2 separate regions of the Mus musculus genome follow, and region 1 is linked to region 2. Evidence: chromatin contacts called from public HiChIP or PLAC-seq data. All regions are on one chromosome and are shown on one strand. The core of a region is the stretch at or near the end of the contact, and the rest is flanking DNA. Distances in the headings are between cores, read along the strand shown.

The links. HiChIP or PLAC-seq counts read pairs in DNA pulled down with a chosen protein or histone mark.
Region 1: a contact with region 2 is called in an H3K27ac HiChIP or PLAC-seq map of microglia, with 5 times the contacts expected there. The contact joins two enhancer-like sites. A contact is called at or near these places in 1 of 115 datasets of contacts at active chromatin or transcription factors (microglia) and 1 of 9 other capture datasets (embryonic stem cells).

The regions. Positions count from the first base shown.
Region 1 is chr15:59,797,947-59,805,529 of GRCm38.p6, forward strand. No RefSeq gene overlaps it. Among named protein-coding and RNA genes, the nearest start is that of Gm19510, 6.8 kb to the left of the region's middle. Within about 2 kb of position 1,730, at least 49 of the 459 cell types and tissues checked have an H3K27ac peak or open chromatin away from gene starts, as enhancers often do. A contact at or near this core is called in microglia, where this site is marked.
Region 2 is chr15:59,000,109-59,007,263 of GRCm38.p6, forward strand. All of the region lies in intron 3 of Mtss1 (MTSS I-BAR domain containing 1), which reads right to left. Among named protein-coding and RNA genes, the nearest start is that of Gm41330, 9.2 kb to the left of the region's middle. Within about 2 kb of position 4,168, at least 182 of the 459 cell types and tissues checked have an H3K27ac peak or open chromatin away from gene starts, as enhancers often do. A contact at or near this core is called in microglia, where this site is marked.

The DNA.
Region 1 (7,583 bases), core at 480-2,979, 800 kb after region 2:
GTCGCTATGAGCAATTACCTCATAAGACGTAACATAAGAGTTGGAGGATTCCTTACGGTGGGGAAGTCACGGTGGGGGGAGAATTCCCATGGTGTTTACTCACATCTCTGGGTACCAGCGAACAGATATAGGACAGGAAGTGGAGCCAGACTATAAACAGAGGCATATTTCCTCCAGCTGGTCTCCACCTCCCCAAAGTTCCATACCTTCTTCTAACAGAGCTACCAATTAAGAACCAATTGTTTAAACACATGTTCGTGGGGGGTGGGGGGGTGGCGGGGCATTTTTCACCCAAACCCTAACTTATGTGGAAGCTAGTTAAACTCTCCAAAGTCACATGGCTAGAACATTTCACAGATAGGATTTGAACCTAAATCATCTGGTTTGCCACAGGGACCTAAATCTGGGACATAGGCAGAGGGTTTTGATCACCTCGATGTGGATGGAGGGTGACCTTGATTTTGCAGATGTGGTGAGCTGTGGAAGGACTTCATGTTCTCATAGTGGATAGTCTTGAGGTGGATTTCAATTGTACTGTGCAGAGGGAGAGAAGCTGTGGGGTTGGGGTGGGGACCAGTCCCTGGGTCCTGGTAGTAGAGGGATAGTTTCTTCCTTTATCAAATTTGTGACTAGAAGAAGACAATCAGTTGTTTGGTATTTTCCTCCCTTTCCTGGAAGTGCCAAGGCTGCATGAAGAGAAGCTTTCAGAAGCTCTGTGGGTGGCTAGGAACATCTGGCATGGAAGTTGCTAAGCAACTCCAGAGGCCTGCCTTCTGGTGAAGCCTGAGAACTGGCCTGGCCTCCTTGGCCAGTGAAGGACATGGCTTCCTTAAAACACTTGTATCCTGTGCCTTTCAGCATTCTCCTGGTCAGCCTTGGGTGACAGTGATGAGTGTGGACACATAGAATATTATCAAAGCAGACAGTATTTGCTGCAGGCTCTTTCTGGGGACCCTGGGACCAGCCATTGGACACTTGGACTTGGCATTTTGGATATTCCCAACCTGCTCTTTAATGAGTCTAATTTCGTGTGTGGGTGACAATGGGAACAGAAGTAAAGAGGGAAGCTGAGATGTACTGTAGGCTGAATTAACGAATTTCAAATTATATATTGAAGTAAGAATCCTTGTGGCTTCAGAATGTCCCTGTACTGGGGAACAGGCCCCTTAAAGAACTATGTAATGTTTACTGATATCATTGGGGTCGTAATGCTTACTGAGACTCTTGGGGAGGTATATTAATCCAAGAACTGGGCTCTTCATCAAAAGAGGGAACTTGAATCCAGACTTCCTATAGAAGAACACAGGAAGGAGCCAGCCATGAGGCAGCCCAGGAGAGTCAAAGCAAGCCTGCTTACACTCTGCTCTTGGACTTCAGCCTCCAGAATTACAAGAACATAGATCTTGGTTGCCTGAGTCATCCTGGTACAACATCTGCTTCTTCAGCTCTAGCAAGCTATTGGAAGGGGTCATCTCATTCACTGTGCCCCCCGGTCATGGCACTCCCATCTCCATGGGGTCAGTCTAGCCAAACAGGAAGGGATTTCTGGCTAGAGAGGGACTGGGTGTAGGTGACACTGGGCATGGGCCTACAGGGCTGTCATAGGCTAGATGGGTAAGCCTTGCCCTTAGGGAGCTTCTAATCCCATGGAGAGACAAGTACACTGTGAGCTAAGTACCTATGAGTCACTCAGTAATGAAACATTCACATGAGACAGCAAGAGAGGTGAGAGTCCATGGTCCAGGATGATGTCATAGAGGCTTGCTTCAAAGGCTCAGCCTTGGGGCCGACCTGTGCATAACAAGTGTGAGGTCCTGAGTTCAAATCCCACAAATCCTTATAAAAATCCAGGAATGGGTATGTGTGCCTGCAACCACAGGGACTAAAGCAGAGAACAATATAGAAAAGTACTTCATGTCCTTGTCTGGCTTCTGTGTATGCCTACACAAGCATGCACACTCACACACTGTGGTGTATATGCCCACCCCTGTAACATGTATCCCATACCTCTCTCTCTGTCTCTGAATCTGTCTCTGTCTCTGTCTCTCTCTCTCTCTCTCTGTCTCTCTCTCTCTCTCTCTCTCTGTCTCTCTGTCTCTCTGTCTCTCTGTCTCTCTCTCTCTCTCTCTCTCACACACACACACACACATACACACACACACACACACACACACACACACACACACACACACACGATGCAGAGAAACACAGGGTTTTCTCGGGCACTGCAATCAGACACTGGAGGAAAGAGTACCCAAGAGGAGGTGTGTACATGTGAAAATGCTCAGAGGCACTTACTATGATGTCGAAGACCAGGCCTGGAGCTGCATCAGACAGGCCACCACACACGTAGGCTGGGTTCGGGAACCTCAGAAAGAATACAATTTATCAGTCAGTGTGCTGGGCCAGTGATATCCTAGGCTAGTAGGGGGAACCATAGGCAGGTCACTCAGTTTTCTGGGATGTCAACACTCTCTGTTGCAAAAGTAGCAATGATCACAGCTCTTGCCTTGTAGGGGTGCTGTGAAGACTAGGTAGGTGTACTGGCTAGTTTTGTGTCAACTTGACACAGCTGGAGTTATCACAGAGAAAGGAGCTTCAGTTGAGGAAATGCCTCCATGAGATCCAACTGTAAGGCATTTTCTCAATTAGTGATCAAGGGGGAAAGGCCCCTTGTGGGTGGGACCATCTCAGGGCTGGTAGTCTTGGTTCTATAAGAAAGCAGGCTGAGCAAGCCAGGTGAGGCAAGCCAGTAAAGAACATCCCTCCATGGCCTCTGCATCAGCTCCTGCTTCCTGACCTGCTTGAGTTCCAGTCCTGGCTTCCTTGGTGATGAACAGCAGTATGGAAGTGTAAGCCGAATAAACCCTTTCCTCCCCAACTTGTTTCTTGGTCATGATGTTTGTGCAGGAATAGAAACCCTGACTACTAAGACAAATTGGTACCAGTGGAGTGGGGTATTCCTGTGACAACCTGACCATGTTTTGGGGAGGACTGTGGAAGGACTTTGGAACTTTGGGCTTGAAGATCCATCCATTGTTAAGACCTCTGTCGGATGTTGTGTAGGAGCTTGGAAGATAATGTTGAGAACACTGCAGAAGTTGGAGCTCTGGTGTGTGAAATTTCAGAGGGAAAATTAAAGACTCTTTTCAGGGCCATTCCTGTTTTGATTGTGAAGATTCTGTAGTTCTGGTTAGCTGGGGCTGAAGAATCAGCTGTGATTAACAAGATACCAGAACTACTAAAGCAAAAACTTTGCATTACTGGGACTATTGATGCTGGTTAGCTGGAGCTAAGAAATTAGCGGTGATTAAGAAGAGACCAGCATCATTGAGGTGACATCTTCTGGGAAGTATTTTCTGAAAGCACAGTGGCTGTGTTCCAGATATAGCCAAAGTTGTACCTTGTGCTGTGGCTGGACTTGGTAATGTGTAAGGGTCACCCAGGTGGTACTGGTTTTGAAGGCATGAAGGAGTTGAGCAGAGCAGCTGAGGCTTGGCACAGTGAGAGGCCATGGAAGGCCATTGGTGAAAGTGCAGCCTCAGTTGCAATTGATGGCCCAGGACTGAAGGGGTCATGCAGTGTTTTGGAGATGCCAGTACCATGAGATGACCACCAAGAGCAGCAGCAGCAGTGGAGTACAGGCATCTGGAGCCTAGAGGATGACTCGTGTGCTACAAAGGGCCTGGCTGGAGAAGTGACCCAAGCCCTTGGAGGAGCCCAGAAGATCGTGAGTTGGATCCCAGACATTGGACAGTTGGAGATTGACTTTTGCTTTTGATTGTGACTGTGCCCTGATATTTTCCCTCTTGAAGAAAGAAACTGTTTTAGTGGAGCCCACAGTTAAGAGACTTTTAATTGTAAAAAGACTTTGGATTTTAAAAGAGATGGATATTTTAAAGAGATTGAAATTTTAAGCATATGTAAAGACTGTGGGACTTTTAAAGTTATTTAGAATGGGGATGAATAAGATTGTAAGGGTTGAGGCTTACTAGTGATGTTTTTGTGTGTCAAGTTGACAAGGGGTCAATTGTACTGGCTAGTTTTGTGTCAACTTGACACAGCTGGAGTTATCACAGAGAAAGGAGCTTCAGTTGAGGAAATGCCTCCATGAGATCCAACTGTAAGGCATTTTCTCAATTAGTGATCAAGGGGGAAAGGCCCCTTGTGGGTGGGACCATCTCAGGGCTGGTAGTCTTGGTTCTATAAGAAAGCAGGCTGAGCAAGCCAGGTGAGGCAAGCCAGTAAAGAACATCCCTCCATGGCCTCTGCATCAGCTCCTGCTTCCTGACCTGCTTGAGTTCCAGTCCTGGCTTCCTTGGTGATGAACAGCAGTATGGAAGTGTAAGCCGAATAAACCCTTTCCTCCCCAACTTGTTTCTTGGTCATGATGTTTGTGCAGGAATAGAAACCCCGACTAAGACAGTAGGTAAAACCCTACAGTGTAGTTTGTCACGTGGTCGGACCTTCCCTGCTCATGCTTGGCTCCCTTGTCACAGCTACTCCTCCCCCCTCCTTGGTGTGGCTGAAACAACAACTTCATCAACTTCTCTTATGAGGCATGGAGAGGAGTCAGGTCAGCGAAGAAAGCCACTTGTCGCCAATTGAAATTGAGAACTGAGAGTCTAGAGGCTCCTGGCAAACGCACAAGAACTTGCCAGAAAACATTTGGTACAGGGTTCTGGGATGCCTGGTTCTCAACACAGAACCCTCTGAGGCTCTATAGGTTGCTCACACATGCACTGGGGAAGGAACCAAAAAGAGGACCTGAAAGAATGATGCATTTTTCTCAGTAAGAGTCCAAGGAGGTGACCAGGGAAAGGGATGCTATCTCAGGCTCCCAGGAGAAAGGTTGCTGCAGAGGTCACCTGTCTTGTGGATGCTGCGTGCCAGCTGATAGAACGTACTTGGCTTGAATTAAAGACCCCTACCCCATTTTATAAGCTATACGGTTCTTGGTAAGGTTAAAACATGTAGACAATGATTCTTGATTGATCATGAATTCATGATTCAATATCGCTTGCCCAAACTCCATATGCCCTTTGAACATTTTCCTCACTTCCCTGATCTTGTCATCTGTCTGGCTCTTCTTTGTCATGCCTCAGCTCAGGTGTCACTCCCCTCTGAATCTGGAGTTAGATGTTGCTTTGCTCTTCCTACAGCAAACTGGCTTGCACCTGTCACCTGTCACCTGGGTGAACTTGCCAAGGGTTGGGATGCTATCTAGACTGTCAGCTCTGTCAGGAAGGGCCACAACTGCCTTGCTGGTGACTGCTCAGGCTATGGTCCAGGCAGAGAAGAATGCAGATGCTTAAGGATTGAGTTAGACGTGCAAGATGATGACTGCCATCCTCAAGTTTATAAGCTGTTCTCAGATGACAGGTCCCTGCTGTCTTGACGATGCTTCTTAAGATGAATCTTCTCTAGGTTAAGTGTTGAAGATTACTTAGTCTTCATAGGAGCTTATGCATTTATAGGGCTAAAATGGCTGAAACTGTAAAAATGACATTTTATTTTATTCTTGTTATTACAAATCAGATCGGTAGCAAGGATGAATTTTCAAGCCAGACTGATTTCAATTTCAGGTCCACCACCAGGGACTGCATGACTCTGGGTAAATAATGGGATTTTTTTGTGCCTCAGTTTCCTCATTTGTGAGAGAGAGGTATTAATCAGCCTGATGGGGTTCTCGTGGTGATGATGATATTGGTCAACATTAAAGTTTAAAAGTGAGACATCCCTCATAGATTCTTCATGTGTTAGAATAGGTAGGTGGTCCCCAGAGGGTGGGATGCTGGTTTAGGAGGCTGTAGAACCTCTAAGACCTTGAGCCTACCCAGACGGGGTAAAGGGCTTATGGGTAACGGCCAGACCTGGATTCTGCACAGAACCCTGGTTCCTGACTGCCACACCAGTGTAAAAAGCCGTCTTCTACTCCTGCTGCTTCTGCCAGAAGCTTTTATTGCTGTGCCTTCCCCAACGTGGTGGACCGTATCCCCTGCACCACGAGCCAGAATTGACCCTTCCTTCTGTAAGTTACTTCCACCAGGTGTTCCCTAACAACCAACTAAATTTGTAAAGGACTTATTTGCAGTGGTCCCCAAACATGTAGGCACATCACTTGAACTTTGTTAAAATAAATAACCAACCCTATAAAATGAACCATTGCCTCTTAGTTAACTCCGTTTTGAAGAACCATGTTGGCTTGGCCCCAACACCAGGCAAACTCAAGACCAAAGAGTCTTTTTAGTGTGTGCCCACCCTTGAATGGTGCTTTTATCTTCTGTGGTATTTTGTCTTGAATAGTCTTGCCTTTTGCATAATTGAATTATGCTCTCTTTCTTGTCTGCTGAAAGGCCATTTTATACTGCAGGGAGAGTATTGGCTGAGACCTATGGAGGTTCCTTTTCAAAGTCACTCTCTTAATGTGATGCCTCCTGATGACGTGAAAGAAATTAGGAGGAGGCTGGAAACCATGAGTTGCTCATGTTGGTGTTCTGCCTGCCCGTGGTTTGACCTTGGTTGTCCTGGTTTTGAGTGTTTCTGGGACACAGAGGTAGGAGTAGGTGGGTTTGACCACAAGGAAACACTGGGTGGCGAGGGCAGGCTGTACCGTGGGCATTAGGAATGAATAGTTTACAGTAAAAACAATCAGAGTCCCAGCCTGCTTGCATTGCCACTCCAAGGCCAAAGAGCCCTCAGATGCCGCATGATCCGGTCTCAAAGGAGAGCTGTGGTTTTGGAGTCTGGGTGGCTGCAGCCCATGATTTGAAAAGCGGAGCTGGGCATAGGATAAGATAGGAGGCATGGTCAGGGACCGGAAGTGATGATGCCATTTGAAATTCCATGCAAGCATCTAAGAAGAAAAGGTGGTAGGGGAAGAAAGAAAAAACAAAAATGCTTAAAATTTAGGAGAAACCTTTTTTGGCGATCCTTTTCTCTAACAAGAAAGGAAGCAAGCAAGCAAGCAAGCAAGCAAGCAAGCAAGCAAGCAAGCAAGCAAGCAAGCAACTAACCAACCAGAAGAGAGAAGCAACCAAGCAAGCAGGGCCTGGTTGACTCTGTGGGATCCTGGGTTTCAGAATGAGTAGACCATTACAGAAACAAAGTGGCCTCTGGGTGGGACAACCTACAGGGACAGCCACTCCCAAAAGACCTGGCCATGTCCTGCCCTGCAGACCCTTTGATGTGAGCACTGATGAGCGAGTCTTTTACAGTGTGCTATCACATAGTGTACCACAGGGCCTCAGTTAGCTGCCCCTCCATTCCCCCTCCCCGCTATGACCTCAGGAGGGAGATGTGACAATTAGATCTGTTTTATGGAAAGGGAGGCCCCAAGTTTTAGGAAGATGACGTTGCTTGGTCAAAGCCAGGAAGAGAAGAAACAGTAGTGGTTGGTGTGAGGGTCATGACAGGGTCATGAGGGCTCTATGTTGCCAATTGGTTGGGAAGGTAGACAGATGTAAGGAAGAAGGCTTATCTGACCTTCGTTTTGTGGAGCCATCACTGGAAACCAGACTATAACATTTCTGTGTCCTGGATGACTGCATCTCCTTGAGTGGTAACAAGGACTAGAAGAAAAG
Region 2 (7,155 bases), core at 2,918-5,417:
AGGGCTCTTGTCAGGAAAGCCCTCGGCCTCCCAGCTCCCATCTACCCACAACTAGAGCCACCTTCAGCATGGGTCCTCTGCCAACTTCCCCCAGGGACCTTGTCTCATCATGCCCTCTAAAGGTGATGGTGGAGAGACCATGGCTCCCTCCATGGCCCAGCCATGAGGCCAGAGCTCGAGCTGCAGCTAATAGGACATCAAGACTGAGTTCTGGAACATGCTGTGGTTGTGGCTTTTTGTTTTGTTTTGTTTTGTTTGCTTTTAATAAAAACAACTAGATCAAGGGAAAAGGTAATAAGCAAACCTCCTGTTTTTTTAAAAAGATTTGTTTATGTATCTTATGTGTTTGTTATGTGCCTATGAGTATGTGTGAGTACAGAGTGTATGTCTGGTATCCTCAAAGGACAAAGGGCATTGCATCCTGCAGTTGAAGTTACATGTGCTGGTAACAAAACTAGGTCCTCTACCAGAACAGCTGAGCTGCCTCTCTGGTGCTTTGATCTTGCTTTTTAATGACACATACATTAACTACCAATAAGTCCCCCCACCCTCCAAGTTTAACATCTTCATTTGCAAAAGGAGGACATCTGAGTCCCTCCATCCTCACAGATCCGGCAGTGTCTGCCTCTAACTCCTGGGAGAGAAGATGTACTCAGGGACACCCCAGGAAGACTTTCAGTAAAATACAAACTTTTGCTACTGGCTATCTCTGGAGTCTGACCGAGTCCCTCGAACTGTAGACTTCTTCTAGAGGATGGCTTCTCTAGACTTGGTCATTCCTGTCCTTGTATTCTTGTGGATGGTCAAAACCTTTTGGAAACTTGAGTTCAACTCCCATTTACTCCACCAAGCATGGATGGCAAACACGAAGAGAAAAACTCCTTATGTTGCTGACCTGTTAGTTCCTCTTTAGTAACAGTATCCAGGATGCTGGGGATACAGTTCAGTCGGTAGCCTGCTTGCCTAGTGACGGGGCTGTGGGTTCATTCTCTAGCACCGCACAGCCAGGCATGAAACCGGGTGTAGAAGTGCATGCCTCTGATCCCAGTGCTTGGGAGATGAAGGCAGGAGGATCGTAGGTTCAAGGTTACCCTACTCTACTACACACGGAGTTCAAAACCAGCCTCATCTAGAGGGAGACCCTGCTCCCCACCCCCAACAATAACAGCACTCAGATTTCATCCTTTTAGCTAATCTAAGAAAAGTCAAACCCCTACCACTTCTTCATAATCAAACCCTTTTTCTGGACCTTGAACAGCCTGGAATGGTTTTGCCACCCCAGTTAGTCCAGGACTTGGCTTTAATTCCTATTTCTAGAAAGGAAAATTCAGTTCACTTCAGTAGGCAAAAATATGTCACAACAAATGGTTTCTAAAGTAAGTGTCGGTTGATTCCGAGTCAATGCTGTTTAAATGTCTGAAGATGGTTGTAGACGGGATTCCCTAACAGGTCTACGATGTCTATACTGATGGAGTGGGTGGAGCCGGCTTCTGAAGGGAACTGATGCCAATATCTCATTCACACTTCAAGCCCTGATCCAGACCCAAGTTTACCTGTGATGGTGAAAATCCATCAGTGCAACGGGCGAGCAATGCATTTCTGCAGGAAGCTCCAATATGAAAGAAAGTAGAAATCGGATTGCATGCAAATCGAGAGAGAAGTACTAACTCTCCCCGATTCTCAGCGCCTCCTTTCTCTGTCCTCGAAAATCCCACCACCACATAAAGATTACGGACTGATGAGAACTTCATCTGTTACTATGGACGCACGAGTGCTCCGCCATCCTGACAGCTGGAAGGTAAGAGCCGCCACCTGACTTTTACGACCGGAGCAGCAGCCCTTCAAGTTTCTTGACCTAAATATTTTTACTCCTCCTGTTGCCTTTTAGAAATGAAAACAAACAAACAACAACAAAACCCTTGGGGGGGGGGGCTAAACTTAACTAAAAAATCGTGACCCTCAGAATTCAGAGTCACACCGTCTGGGGCCCCACCTAAGGCTTCCTGGCTCTGAATTTGACAAAATCTCATGAAACTCCTATGCACACTGAAGTTGGAGAACTGGTTTCATGTTCTGACTTCAGAGAGAAAAGAACCGATTTTAATGATTCCTAGTGAATGGCTTGTTTGGTGCCCTCTGGCTCTCCATCCTAGTGTCTTCTGTTATGATTTTTATGGGGAGTCGAAGCTCACTGCCTTCCCCCACAGCCTGGTGCATCAGGGTGCGCCATCCCCTTACTGACCATGACCATCCTCCGCACACGGCTCCTTCCTCTCCCCTTCTCCCATAAGTAAAGCTCATTTTGTGACTAAGAAGACAAAAGGACATCATGTCAGAGAAAAAGAACCAAACGAATAAGGAGGAAACTGGAGAAAAGCTGGAAAATAAATTTCTGCAGCGAACACTACACGCACAGCCTGCTGGTGCGACCCACTTTTCAGGTGGCACTTGGGCATTTGGCCACTGAGCGATGGGCATGGTCACGTGCATTCTACAGACTTGGGATTTCTTTGGCACTAAAGTTGGCTATAAATTGTGTATAAATGTGCATGTGTATGGGGGTGGGGGGAGTTGTATCTTGTTATGCTTAAGGTAGCCCAGCCATGTGCCTGAATGGGTCAGTTCCTACAGCTCTCCCAGGACAAAAAGCCTTGATCTATCCTAATTAGAGTGGTTATCTCCCCATGGCCATGCTGAGTGGCTGGTGGCTAAGGAGGCCAGCTTGGCCTTATCCTTGGTCACTGTGAGAGCCAGCAGAGGGTCCTCCATTGTTACTGTCTCTGATACAACTCTTCTGCTACTCCATGGAATCACCTTATTTTATGGTGCCCTGGCTTATAATTTCATTAGGCTGCTAACATCTTGCTAACGGGGTTGCTAAGCAAAACAAGAGATTATCGTTCTCAGGAGTCCCTCTTGGGCCTGAGACAGACACCAAGCATCCGAGTTAAGTCCAGAGATGGTCTCTAAGACTTAGCTAGCATTTCAAGATGCAAAGGCAATTAAAAAAAAAAGCAGCTTACCACCCAACTCAGGCTCCTGTCAAAAGCCCATGAGTATGTATGCAGTGTGCATGCATGCACCTGGGTAAAAATGTGCACACCACATGCACACAGACTCTGAGGAGGTCCGAAGAGGGTATCAGATTCTATGAAACTACAGTTGTCGATGGTTCCGAGCTACCAATGTGAGGACCTGGGAGGGGAAGTGAACCCAGGTCCTCTGAAAGGACAGCTCGCACTCTGAACAGCTGAGCAAGCTTTCGTGGCCATGTTTTGATTGTCTATACACTAGGAAAATATAATGGCAGTCATTAGTGGAGGGAATTTATCCACAGAAGTTTTCAAAGCACAGAGAACACAACGGGAGCTTTCTGGCAACTGTAACAAATGAGGCTTTCTTTGCCTGCAAGCCTGGCTGTCCCCTAGCTGTGGGCATTGTGGCCTCATGATTCCACGGAGGAAACAGAAGCAGCCAACCAGGCAGAGCCTCGGTGGGGCTGACCTCAAAGGTGCTATGTAAGGGAGGGTGGCCTTGAACTCCTGACTCTCTTGCCTCCACAGACACCATCTTAAAGTTCCTTTACAAGCTTGAGGAGACACCTGAGGGCCTGCTGCTTGGTCAGGGCTGGAGAACAGGTTTATTTTCCTCACCATAACCTTGCACAACAGCCTTAAATCTTTGCAAAGGAATGAAAGGTCAGCACTTGCCCTGAGCAGATGCCAACAGCACTGACTCTCTGGGTGACACCACCTTTGCCTTTCAGGGCTGGCCGTTTGATTTAGAATGTAAGAGTGCAACAGGAACTAAGCAGGGACTTCCTCTGCATCCATGGAAACGGCAGACTTAATTCTCAACCTGCCCTCCTCCTCACCTCCCATGTCAGTGATTCGCGTCTCAACCATCCTGGGAGTCAGAACACCAGGAAATCTGGCCTCTGCCTAGGGAGGAGAAGCAGCACTGGGCTGAGGCCGGCTGTATTTGATTCTCTTCCAAAGAGGTGTCCTCCCCTTCGAAACAGAGGTCGGGCCAAGGCAGTGCTGTCAGTGAACTCATGTGCTAATTTAAAGGGAGATGGGTGGGATCAAGGGACAGTTCAGCAGTGAGTGGCCTTAGAGAACCTGCAGAGTCACTTCCCCTGTGGAGCTAGGAGTCAGTGAGAAAGCTGAACAGGGTGGGGGTGAGATGAACCCTGAGAAGAAGGAGGAAGGAAGCCCAGCCCCGGGGACCGGGGACCGGGAGGGCAGCTGTTGGTGGGCTTGACATCTGTCATCTGAACAGTGAACCCTTGCAGAAATGCAGGCGGGCAGGGCGTGGATCGCTCGCAAAGCCTTGGCCTTGGCCCAGCTGCCAAGGGGAAACAGGTGGCCAGCCAGTCACCTCCCTCCACACCCTAGAAGGGACAAGATTGAAGGCACACTGGAGTCTCAGTCAGGACAGCATGCTTCTGTGGGGGTCTCTAGCGGCCTGCCTTGCCCACAAGTGGCATGAAGACACACTTGCCGTTCTTGGGTTCCGTGCAGACTATAAACCCAGGCGTGAGAGCTGCCATGGGAACACAAGAATGATGGAGGCTGAGGCTGAGAACCCACCCTGAGAACACACGTTCCTGTAGGTGCACTCACCAGAGGTAAATGAGAGAGGCAGCCAGAGCCCAGCAGTTAAGGCAGACACATTCCGGCTGCGAATAGGGGACTAGTAGAGCGCCCCATAACCACACAGTGAAATGGTATAGGTAGGGCCCTCTTTATAAGGTCCTGTAGCCCCCACGTTTTGTCAGACCAGAACAACATGACTTCACTGATGGGGTCCTTTAAGCTGGAGAGGGGAGCCCCTGGCAGAAATCTAATAAAACATGTTTGGTAGTCACTACCCATACAAGGGAGAACCAAGAACATTTCGATTTGTTGATGACAAAAGGTTGTGGCCTTGCTCCTTGGACCTGGAGGAGCCCTTTCTTCTACCAAGGAAGGCAACTGCTTAGCAGAGCCACCCAAGTGCCGTCCACACCCTACCACTGAATTAATAATGCTGAGTGGAGCTTCAAAGGAATCCCCAACCATCAAAAAAAAAAATATGCTTGGAAAGAGAAAAGTCACATCTGAAACAGGAAGAGGCATGGAAGAGGCATCTGTTTCCCAATCTCCCTCCACGGTGGAGAGCCACACCCTCAGGCCCAATGGCCAAGAGATGGGGTGTTGGGAAGGGGCTGGGACGGGATCAGCAGACACCTGCTTCCCTCATAGCTCCCGGCCCCTCTGTTCCCCGGAGCTCTAAGAGAACAGGCAAGGGCCACAGAGCTCATTACCACCATCCAAGCGTGAAGCCAATGGAGCTCTTCCATGCAGCCCAGTTAATAACCTAAGGGTCCTCTGAGGACCGCCCATTCCTGTCAACGGCCATGCCACCGGAGGGGGGCAGGACCCAGAGGCCACCAGGAACTGCAAGCAGGGAAGGCAGGCATCTTCTCTTTATCACTAGTCATTACCAGTCTAGCATTGCAGTGTAAACAAACGGGAAATGTCATTTTAGAAAATGCACAGTAGTCAGTCCCCATGAGGTAAAATATTTTAATTAACTGGGAAGGTTAATTTGAATTGAAGAAAAGGGTAAACGCTCAAGTATTTACTATACGTTTTAAACACAAACACGCAGGGGGTGCAGGGGAGGTGCACACACACACACATGCTCGCACAGAGCGTAACTAAGAAGGCGCTAGGTTTAAAGGGTACGCAAGCAGGCAGGTTTCGGGAACACCTGCTTGAATAAGGGTGTGTAACAGTGTGTGTCAACAGGCTCCTGGGAAGTGTTCTAGGAACACAGGCTGTCAAATGCCCTCCAGCATCAATTTGCTTACATTCCTTTTGTGTGCACTGTGATATATGTTAGTGTCTATTCCTGCACTTGGATCTTGGGAATCTAACCTAATGTGTTGTGTGTGTGCCCTGTTCACATGTGCATGCACACCTGTGAGTACTTTCATACTCGTATGAAGGTCAGAAAATATCTGGATGTCGTCTGTTCTCTCCTGTGTGTCTCAGCAACTTAACTCAGGTCATCAGTCTAGGTGGCTAGCACCTTTAATGTCTGAGCCATCCACTGACCCGAATGGTTGGTTGACTGACTGACTGACTGACTGACTGACTGACTCATTTACTTTTGCTGTTTCTTAACCCCAAAATGAAAACATCTAATGGTGTCTATGATAAACCATGTAAAGACAGACCAATATAACAAAGCAATGACAACTGGCTGGCATTTATTGGGCATCTAACTACATAAAAGGGTGCTTCCTGTCCCGGGGAGCCATACAAGCATGAGAATCCAAGTTCCATCCTCAGCGTGCACACTGTTAAAAAGTCAGGCATGGCAGTGTGTGCTTCTGAAATCAAGCACCGCCAGGAGCATGCCCGGCTGGTCAGCTTAGCTGACCCGGTAAACCCCAGGTCTAAGAGGAACGTCTGCGGAAAGCAACATGCACAGTTCCTGAGGAACACTGCCTCAGACTGACTTTTGGTCTCCTCGCCCACAGGAACATCTCAATGTGTGCCCTGATACGCATGCAAATATAAACTTTTAACTGTTCTTGAGATTTTTAATTTAGTGCCTGTGGGTAGTTTTTGCATGCATGTATGTCTGTGCACTGCACGAATGCAGTGCCTGCCGAGGCTAGAAGGGGGTGTCGGGTCCCCCAAGTCTGAATCACAGATGATTGGTTGTTAGTCACTGTGTAAGTGCTGGAAATGAAACCAGAATCCTCCGCATGAGCAGCCAGTGCTCTCAACAGCTGAACCATCTTAGCCCGGAATAGCGGTTGTTTTGTTTTGGGGTTGGGGTTTTAAAGTCTATCTGTGTACGCTGGTTTACTGGACGGAGCTGTGGTGATGGCTGGAAGCACCACTCTCGCTTGGGCCTCACAGCTGGAAGGGAGGCAGCTCAAGGGCACACAGAGCCCCAGCCTCCTGGATCGGAAGCTCTTTCTCACTCACCGTCCCAACCACCCGTCCCCGCCCCCATGCAGCAGCTGAGTTGAGACCAGCTCACTACTAGCTCAACAGAAAAGCCACCCGTCGGTTGTGTGATTAGTTTAAATCCAAACCTAGGATTCCAAATGTTATCTGTGCGCCTTAAACAATCTACTCGAACTTAGACTCT